Linked DNA regions of Mus musculus: regions 2 and 3 are each linked to region 1. A link is a contact called in public Hi-C and promoter capture Hi-C data. All regions are on one chromosome and are shown on one strand. The core of a region is the stretch at or near the end of the contact, and the rest is flanking DNA. Distances in the headings are between cores, read along the strand shown.

Region 1 (3,296 bases), core at 494-2,993:
TTAAATTTATGAATGGACTGTGCCACTTGGCTATTGTAAATGGTGTGGTGTTAAACACAGGGGTACAGGCATCTCTATTTTATGTTGCTTCCGATTCTTTGGGTATGTACCTGATAGTGACATGGTTGGATAATATGGTAGATCTATCTTTAGGTTTTAGTTGTTGTTTGATTTTGAGGAACATCCACACTGAAATAAAAAACACTTGGACCCTTAACTTCTAGATGTGGTGAGACAATTGCCTGAAGTCAAAGGGTTCAAAGGTTGTGTGCTTGTGGTAGGGAAGACTCAAGTGGGGAACTTAACACTTCTGTATGAAGTGCACACTAGGATATATGAGCCAATATTGATAGTTGCAGATTATGTTAAAAAGGAAAACCAAAAATAACACAAAAATGGGTGAGACCAAATACCTCCACAGGACTGGATCCACCTGAATGTCTAGATTTGGGAACTTTGTTAACATCAGGATACCCCAAAGGACAATGGGGACATGGGAAAATGGCTCAGTGGGTGAAGTGCTTGCTGCAAACATGAGGACAAGTGTTTGGATCCCCAGCACTCCTAGAAGCCTGGTTAGCTGTGCTGCACCTGTAACCCCCGTGTTGAGAGGGGATCAAGCGATGCTGGAGGTCATTGGCGGGGCAGTCTCGCCCACACTGTAAGTTCCAAGGTTACGGAGATATCCTGCCTCAGAAAATGAGATGGCAAGTTATTGAAGAAGGTACATGATGTAGGTCTCTGGTCTGCACATGTGCTTCCACATACATGCACACACGAGGGAAGATGTACAAAAAGTTAAGAGAAATATAGAAAAATCACTCTCTGGATAGAAAAGCTCTAACACCTCACATATTTTGAAACGGGAGGGTACGCCACAATGTAGTTGTAGCTTTAATGACCCAAAGGTCATATTACTCCCATTACAAGGACCCTTGACATAATTTTTAAGGTGTTTTAAGGATTCTGTGTTGGCTAGTCCTATGTCAGCTTGATGCACAAACTAGAGTTATCTGAAATGCTGTACGGCATTTTAAAAAACTAGTTATTGATTGGGGAGGGCCATCCCTGGGCTGGTGGTTCTGGGTTCTATAAGAAAACTCTCTATGGCCTTTGCATCTGTTCCTGCCTCCAGGTTTCTACTGCCCTGTTTGAGTTCCTGCTGACTTTCTTAGATTATGAACAGCAGTATGGACGTGTAAGCCAACTAAACCCTTTCAAGCTCCTCACCTTGCTTTTTGGTCATGGTGTTTTGTCGCAGCCATAAGAACCCTAATCCAACGCAAAATAATAGTGCCCACTCCTAAATTGCTTCAGAGGGCTCTGTAGTTCTCTCAAAGAAGGCAGTCCTCAAAATGCACATCTGCACTGCCATTTTTTATTTGTCCGATGGTGCCAGCCTACCAAATGCAACAACTGACGTTCTTTTCAAGAATATTGGTCGGGGTCGGGTGGAGCGGTTAGAGAGAAAACACAGAACTCCTGAGACCTTTTTTGGAAGGGGCTCCCTTTAGCTTATACTGACTCCTGACGCACGACTATTAGCGTGATGTTGTAACACAGCGGCGGGGATGAAGGGACGGCGCTGGGAGAGATACGCATGGCAGATCGCTAAACTGAGAGCAGAAAGGCTCGAAGCCAAGGCATTGAAGAACTGATCAACTTCACCCCACACCAATTACACAGCCGCCCCATCGCCCGCGCAGGCGCACGACGACCAACACGGGGCGGGAGGCCACGCCGGAAGTTCTCTAAGCGCCCCGGATGCGACTGGGCGGCGGTGGTTGCCAGGCGACGGGAGCTTCTCCGATCCACCAGTGCTCGCAAATGGAGGTGTAGAACCCGTTATATATTAGCGTGCCTTGACCGCTGTGGGTCGTCTTCTCCGAGTTCCCACGATGTTCTTCTACCTGAGCAAGAAAGTGAGTTTCTCCTGGGGACCGCCGTCGCGCCGCCTCCATTCCTGTAGCCCGCCGGTGCCCGCATTCTCCCGGGACTGCAGGCGGCTGCCAGGCAGCTTCTCCATCTTCCTGTCACCTATCTCCTCTCACAGGTCTCTGTGCTCCGGTAGTCCTTGGCAGAGCCAGCAGCTCTTTCTCAGGATTCTTCCACATTCCAGTCATGCCAAGTTTCTTTTCAGTGATAAAAAGTGATCACCAAGCGCTGGTGGTCTTTCCTCTGCTACTTGTTGATCCAGAAGGTAGATTATGACAGTCTGCCCTAAGAGAGAAATATAAGTGTGGTGTGGGAAAGGAAGTAAGAGCAGCAGCGATACGAATTTATGTCTCAGTTCCCGCCTCAGTTCAGACACCCCCACCCCGTTCCCGCCCGCTTCCTTGGCAATCACCTTCCTTTATGTGCACTTCTTTACAGAATGCTAGGGCTCAGAACATTTAAGAAGACCACAGCCATTTTCATAATAGTTCATTTTGCTGCAGGGCGTTATTGTTTCTCTCTCCCTTTTTCATGCTCTTTTTTGAGACAGGATATTGCTGTGTAGCCCAGGCCAGCTTCCAACTTTCCACCCTTCTGCCTCAGTGCTGGGATTGGTAACATGGGCTACGACAAGTTCGGGCAGGTTTCTTCTTGGAAGATGTTTGCCTGTCTATATCTCCTGGATGGAGATCCTCCAACTCCTTCGTGAAAAGCTAGCATCACTGTGATTCGTGTTTACAGATTGCTGTTCCCAATAATGTGAAGCTGAAATGTATATCCTGGAACAAGGACCAAGGGTTCATAGCATGTGGCGGTGAGGATGGATTACTGAAAGTTTTAAGACTCGAGACACAGACAGGTAAGTGATCATCACCAGTACAGATGTGTGAAACTGGTAGAAAGCAGTGGCTAGTGGCTAGTGGCTAGTGAGACCTACTTATGGTATTTGTCATTATGAAGTTTTAATTTTTTTAAAGGGGTTTATTCTTATGGTATGGGTGTTTTGCCTGAACGTATTTTATGGTGTCACATGCATGTAGTGCCTGTGGGGGCCAGAAGAGGGCATGGGATCTTTTCCTTTGTAACTAGTTACAGATGGTTTGTAGGTGCCGAGAACTGACCACTGGTTCTCTTCAAGAACAACACGTGTTCTTAACCACAGACCCATCTCTCAAGCCCCTCCTGTCACTGTTTCTGAGGCAGAGTCTTCTGAGACAGGCCTGAGAAGTTGCCATGTAGGACAGGCTAGTTGGCCTGAAAACTTCCATCTGTGTCTGCCTCCTGTGTCCTCTCTGAGATTACAGGAGCGTGATCTGATCCCTGTGTTAGGTATGAGTTTTGGGGCTCTGAGGTCAGGCCCT
Region 2 (3,296 bases), core at 300-2,799, 220 kb before region 1:
TTACCTTACTATTTCCAGACTTTGGCTGTCAACAGCCTGGGTGCCCTAGTGAACTAAAGATTTACTTAGGTGTTTTATGTATATGAGTGTTCCGTCTGCACGTAGATCTGCATGGCAGAAGAGGGCATCAGATCACATTACAGATTGTTGTGAGCCCCCATGTGGTTGCTGGGAGTTGAATTCAGGGCCTTACTTGCTGAACCATCGCTGCAGCCCCGGAGTTTGATTCTTTTATGATTATTAGTCGGGTTTTGTGTGTGTGTGTTGTTTTTTGTTGTTGTTGTTGTTGTCTGTTTGTTTGTGGAAGGTTTTGATTTTTCAAGACAGAGTTTTCACTGTATAGCTCTTGGCTGTCATGGAACTCTCTGTAAACCAAGTTGGCTTCATAGAGCCCCTCTAGTGCTAGAATTAAAGGCATGTGCCACTCTTAAGTTTTTGTTCCTTCCGTAGGTGGGAAAAGGAAACACCATAATCCAATATTGCTTATCTTTCTCTGACTTCAGTTGTTTAGTTTTATCTTGGTTTGATCATTGCTATGAAAGCAGTTTTTTGGGAAAGGTGAAACTCTTGGAATTATCATGCCCAAGAAAGGGCCTGAGTCATCTCTGTCCTCAGGATGTTGTTTGTTTGTTTGTTTGAGCAGAGAGGGTAAGGAACTCAGAGGAACACTGTTCATTGTCTGCTCTTCCTCCACAACTCGCCCAGGCCTGGGGTAAGGCTTCTGGAATGAGTCTGGTGCTCTAGACCTAGAAGTCAGGAGGATGAGAGGCTGCAGTGTTCAAGGTGTGGTACAGAAGGAAGTAGAGGTCTGTCCTTTGGTCTTTAAGTTAAAGGCCCAACTACTTTCTAAGTCCTAAATGTCTTGTAGATTCTATACATAGGTTTTAAGTTTAAATGGTCAGCATGAGTTAGGGATAACAGTTCAGTGATGTGCAACTCTTGGACCAACATCGATCTGGCCTTTGGTCATCTCCAGCAACACAGGAGCACATCTAAGAGGCAGGCTTCCTAGTTATAGTAGGAACCTGGCAGTTTTGCTGTTAAAGAGCCAGCTGATGAAGAGTGCTTGGTGCTCTGACCGGTCAGTTCAGTTTTCATTATCTACCCTAGGTGGCTTATGACCTCCTGAAACTCCAGTTCCAATGCCCCCTGACTTCCCTGAGCACCCACACCCACATGGTACACATACATATATTTGTTGTGCTAGCTCAGCCAATTGGTAAGTCTGAGCATGTACCATCAAAATTGGGTTTGCCCAAAGGAAGCCACAGTAATTCAGAAGAACTGGTAATTTAGCTTTATAGCAAGGAAAGTGGAAATAAGGAAAATTTGCCCACTGGCATAAACCACTCCTTCCTAGTATCTCTGGACTTGATGGGAACAGAAGTCCAATAGGTGTCTGTCTGTCTGTCTGCCTGTGTCTGTGTGGAGGTATCCTGCCAATCAGCCTTTCTCAGAAAAGAAATGCCAGTAGTCTTACCTCTGCTGTATGAAGCACATGCTGCAGTAATTCCTGAACATGCTGGCAAGTCAATGTAGTTTTCTAGCGTTCTGGAAGTGTGCCTAGGGCTCTCTAAAGATAGCCACTGCTGTGGCTGTGAGAACAGTGATCAGGGCGACAAGGAAGGGTTTCTTTGGGCCGAATGTACCCAGTGGGTTAAGAGTCTGTCACCTTCACAGCTAGGAAGCATGGCAGGAAGCACCAGGCATGGTGGCAGAAACAGTTGGGAGCTCTCATCTCAGAACCCAAAACGGGGAGCAAGCAGAAAAGTCTTTAAGCTCTCAAACAGCCGTCCCCACTGACATACTTCCTACAGCAAGGACATACCTAAGGTTCCCCAAACAGACATGAACTGAGAACCAAGCAAGCATTCAAATGCTAGAAAACGGGTGGGGGTGGCATTTGTCATTGAAACCACATTCTATTCCCTGACTCCTATAGTCCCATGACTATATAAAACAAAAATGCATTTTGTTTGTCTAAGTCTGCATCATGATCAGTGGTGTACCTGTTTGAATATTGGGTCTCACCAGTTTATGGCCACCCGGAACCTGTAAATGCAACCTAACTTGGTAACAGGTCTTTGTAGTGAAGTCACTCTGTGCCCTAAATCCAGTATGGCTAAAGTTCTAAGCAGGAATTTGGCCAGGTGGTACCTACTCTTTGGTCTGTTCTAGCTGAGAGATTCTGATCTTTCCAGCAGACACCAACCTCCAGAACCTAGAGCTGCTCTTAGCATCCTGGCTTGTGATTTTGCCATACATTTCCCTCCAAATCATAACGTCCCCTCCCAGCTCACACCTCAATCAGGTGTTTTCCCAGGGAAGCAGCTGCTTCAGAATGAAAGGCACTTTGGGAGGGCAGTGACATCCCTCCCGTTCCATTCCTTGTATTTCCTCCTCTCCTGGCTGCCTCACACTCAGGGTGTCAGTCTGACAGCATGAAGTTCAGTACCGGAGCAGCACACATGCCTCCGTGTACATGAATTTAAAGAGCCTTACCATAGGACCCCCCAGTCCTACTCCTTGGGATCTACCCCTCCACACACCGAATACATAACACATGACCCCATCAAAAGGTGGCATGAAGTGGTTGTAGCAGCTCTAAGAGACTGCATCGGAACTGTCACCCAAAGGCTCACATGGAGCTGCATCCTCCCAATAGTGAAAGTATTGGCAGGCGAGGGAGCCGCGGGGGAGGGGGCGGTTTACCCTACTGGAAGTGTGCTGTCCTTCCAAGGGGATTGTGGGATCCTAGGTTCTTCCCTTCTTCTGTCTCCTGACTACAGCAAGGAGGCAGTTTTGTCACTCAGTGTCACCAAGACATGTTACATCTCTACTGCTTGAAAGCAACAGGGCCAGTCATGGCTGCAAACTATTCTTACAAAGTATTGTTAGTGATTTGTTGACAGGAATGGAGAGCTGACGTGACCATATCCATAATTGCCACAAATTCAAACCAACCTAAAGGTGAAATACTGTTCAGTAATTATCTTTGTTCTCCATTGCTGAGATAAATTATAACCAAAAGCAACTTGGGAAGGAAGGGTTTATTTGGCTTACACATCCTAAACACAGTCACATCAGAGCGAGAACTCAGAGCAGCAGGAACCTTTGCTTTCACAGTTTGTTCAATTTCCTTTTTAACACACCCAGAATCACCTGCCTAGAGTGTTAGCCCCACCCACAGTGAGCTGTGTCTTCCCACTGCAATCATTACTTTTAAAAAAAATGCCTCAGAAAAACAAACAAAAAAGTTGGGTGGTGGTGGCGCACACCTTTAATCCCAGCACTCG
Region 3 (3,296 bases), core at 328-2,827, 160 kb before region 1:
CCGCTGAGATGATCATATGGTTTCTGTCCTTGAGTGACAGACTCCTGTCACACTTGAGCCCAGACAGAGCTGTTTAGGTAATGACTCTCCTCTGCCTTTTTTTTTTTTTCCTTTTGTGCATGTGGTCTACTTTGCAGCATCGGATGGCAGTCTGCTATATGTTAATTGTATATGTCTCAGGCAAATGTTCCTACATTTCCCCCCTGTCTCTAAAATGCCTGTCATAAAGTAATCTGCTTCATAAGCTTCCTGTGCAGGTCATGTGATTAAATAAACAAATACACTCAAGTTTCGACTAGGTTGCCTTTAAGAACTTATGCCACCATGGCTCACATAGGCTTCTAGTTTACACGGTAGCAGGCATGTTCAATTCCCTCCAACCCAGGGCACAGCCCAGTAAGGCACTGAATGGAAGAGGAAGAGGATGCAGGAGGCAGAGGTGAAGAGGGAGGGTATCCTTTGAGGAGAGGTAGTAAGAAGGTTGGGTCCCTCAAGTCTGGGTTGCAGGAAAATAAACAGCAAACAGTGTTCCAAGTATTTTCCAGAACTTGGGGCTCCCAAGGCTGGGCTGATAAATCTGAGACAAAAACACGCCGCAGCTTTTTAGACTGACTTGCCTGTTTTCCTTCTTCTCTTTAATTGTTGAGTAGCCTTTGAAGACCTCGGAGGAAATGCCCAGAAGGCCTATACGATCTTTTACCTCATCTTAGACCCTGCATTAGGCCAGTGGGAAGTACCTTTTACTCCTTATTGAGGAAGGGTTATGGAGCAGGAAGAAGCCCGCAGCCCCCTGTGTAGCATCCCCATCTCTTCCTCCTTCACAGAAAACTATCATTCACAGCCCCACCCCCAACACCAGACTCCCTAGCTTCCAAAGCACAGAAGCTTGGTCCTGAAATGGGTGCAGTTCATTTAGGACCTTAGTGATTCGTTCAACAAACAAGAAAAGGCCCAACCTCCAGGGAGGTGGAGTGGGCAGGTGTGGAGAGGGCAGGAGGCTGTAGGCAGACTTGGCACATATGAGTTGTGAGTTCACCACCTCTGTCCAGCCCCCAGGAGTTGAAGTGCTCCCAGGGAAGGGGCCTCAGGGACTGGGTGTGGGGTACATATGCCTGGGACATGCACACACTTGTGTTTCCCTGTGATCAGACCTGAGCTGAGACTCGTGGGGAAGGCTTGGGGGTGAGGGTGGAGAACAGAGGGGTCAACTGTCCAGCTCGCTACCTGCCAAAGTTCTGAATTGGAAGAGTGGGACCCAGCAGCCCCTCCTTGTTCCAATTCAGTCTTGGGGTTGATGCTCTGTGGCTGAGGCAGTGTCGAAAGTGGTCAGATGACGTTGTTTATGGGACATCTCCAGCTAGGCTGAAACCACAGCACAAGAGGCCTGGCAGGAATGTCTAAAGGCTACAGAGGGGTGCTGGCATAGCAAAGACTGGAGTTGTCGTACCTAGCCTGACTGTCTTTTCTCCCTCTTGGGACTGATTGCCCAGCTTCTAGGAGCCTCCTGGCCCTGCTCTATTGAGTCCCTGGAGCCAGGCAGGCGGGTGTGGCAGCCATTGTGTAAGGGTGAGCTCACCCCCTGTTCCGTCCCAGCCTGCACCAGCCTGCCCGCTGCTGGTTAATCATTGTTCAGACACCTTGGCTGGCATGCAGGCTGCAGAGAAAGACATGACAGGGCAGGGTTGACCCTGCCAGGCCTCAGCAAAGCTTTCCCACCCAGCAGGCCTGAGTGGGGCTGTTCCCCTGGACCCCACAGAGGACACTGCTGTGGAACTGAGACTTCTCTTATTTCCTTAGTAGACCTTAGGTAAACAATTCTGATTGGATTCAAGAACATGTCTCTTGAATTTCCTCTGGTGCAATAAACTCAGTGTAATTTAGTGGCATAGCTGGGACAGACAGCAATGCCCAAAGATCTTAAATCCCAGCTCTCCCATGTACTAGGTGACCTTAGTCAGGCTTAATAGTCTCTCCTGCCGTGGTTTCCTGGGCTATGAAAAGGTGCTATTAATGGTGATGCTGCTGTCCTCTCAGGACTGTTGTGAAGGTTAGGACAGTCATAAAGTGCCTACTGTGCCAAGAACTAGAAAGCCCATGAAATCTAAAACTTTCATCACTGTACACAGCTAGTTCTCCAAAGTGAGATGAGTGGCCACCAGGTGTGGGCTGGCCTGTTTGTATGCACTGTCTAAGCACCCTTCAATGTCCTCTTGTGAACTGGATACTGCTCTCCCCAGTTCTCTGGATAAGAACACTCAGATTCCAAGGTATGGGGCAGGTGTGAGCTTGAAGCTCCTGTCCAGGGTCACTTAGTATAAGCCACAAAGGTGAATTTTAACCCTACGTGCGTCTGTGCTCGAATCTCATCTCACTATCGCCCAGCATTGCCAGGTTTACAGATCAAAGATGCAAATCTGGACTTGTCCAGCAATTAAATTCTTCCCACACTCATGGGCATTCTCTCAGCCTGTGTGGGGGTGGAGTGAGGGGTTCTAGGCTCAATCCATGAGAAAGACAAGGAGCTAAGAATGCCTCATTTACTCCCTGGGCCTAAGGAACTCCAGCCCCCTGCCCATGAAGAGACAGGAAGGACCTAACACAGGCCTGCAAGATACCCAGTGCTGCTGCAGCTGAGACCCACAATTATTCATTCATCATAGTTAAATGGAAGGTGAGTGATTATCTAGAGATTATGAGAGACCTGGAATCTTTTCTCTCACCTCAAGCTCCCCCAGGATGATGCTATTAGCTGAGATATGGTTGGATAGCACTTAAGGACATCCCTTTGCAAACCAAAGCAGTGGAGCACTTGTCTCTCAGGAAGTATTATAGCCATCCAGAAGTTCCTTGGTCTAATTCAGAGGTGTGCTTTAAAGGACAGGCTTGGGACCCAGATGGCTTGTCTTTGGGACAGTGGGGATTCTGGGTCCCCTGTCCTCAGGAGCCAGCACATAATTGAAATGGGAGCTTCAGGGGAGAAATTTCATGCCTTTCTTAGAGGTCTATGAATGTGTACATATATGTGCATGTGTGTGCAGGTAGGCATAAATATGCCCCCCCACCCCCGTGTGTGTGTGTGTTTGTGCGTGCGCATACATGCGTACGTGCTGGGCAGCAATGGTTCTCTTCAGAATGGGAAAATGGAAAAGCTACTTAAAGTCATCCCACAGAGCTTCTGCAACCTCTTCGTGGCTCTCCCCACTCCCTGGTGTGGTGGCATTCTTCCTGTGGTATGCCCCTGCCCTAACTCTGGTTCACAGTGACCCTCTCATCCTCCACCCGCGTGTGCTCCCAGA

Evidence for each region. Promoter capture Hi-C pulls out the DNA fragments that hold promoters and counts their contacts. A called contact is a pair of places that touch in the nucleus more often than the background predicts.
Region 2: a contact with region 1 is called in a Hi-C map of cortical neurons, with 2.3 times the contacts expected there. The contact joins the enhancer-like site here to the promoter of Wdr35 in region 1. A contact is called at or near these places in 20 of 39 promoter capture datasets (the 3T3-L1 cell line, the C10 cell line, the HPC-7 cell line and 12 more), 1 of 15 datasets of contacts at CTCF or cohesin (the NIH/3T3 cell line), 6 of 484 Hi-C or Micro-C datasets (the AtT-20 cell line, bone marrow-derived macrophages, cerebral cortex and 3 more), 13 of 115 datasets of contacts at active chromatin or transcription factors (bone marrow-derived macrophages, craniofacial prominence, embryonic hindbrain and 7 more) and 4 of 9 other capture datasets (adipose tissue, embryonic stem cells, liver and 1 more).
Region 3: a promoter capture Hi-C map of the C10 cell line shows a contact between it and region 1. The contact joins the enhancer-like site here to the promoter of Wdr35 in region 1. A contact is called at or near these places in 2 of 39 promoter capture datasets (the C10 cell line and embryonic stem cells) and 2 of 115 datasets of contacts at active chromatin or transcription factors (bone marrow-derived macrophages and pancreatic cancer cells).

The regions. Positions count from the first base shown.
Region 1 is chr12:8,972,258-8,975,553 of GRCm38.p6, forward strand. It overlaps Wdr35 (WD repeat domain 35), which reads left to right and starts at 1,744. Exons shown (of 27, transcript NM_001159527.1): 1 at 1,744-1,922; 2 at 2,677-2,794. The coding sequence starts at 1,899.
Region 2 is chr12:8,752,747-8,756,042 of GRCm38.p6, forward strand. No RefSeq gene overlaps it. Among named protein-coding and RNA genes, the nearest start is that of Gm4755, 17 kb to the right of the region's middle. Within about 2 kb of position 1,550, at least 10 of the 459 cell types and tissues checked have an H3K27ac peak or open chromatin away from gene starts, as enhancers often do. A contact at or near this core is called in cortical neurons and trophoblast stem cells, where this site is marked.
Region 3 is chr12:8,810,179-8,813,474 of GRCm38.p6, forward strand. No RefSeq gene overlaps it. Among named protein-coding and RNA genes, the nearest start is that of Gm33418, 19 kb to the right of the region's middle. Within about 2 kb of position 1,578, at least 75 of the 459 cell types and tissues checked have an H3K27ac peak or open chromatin away from gene starts, as enhancers often do. A contact at or near this core is called in pancreatic cancer cells, where this site is marked.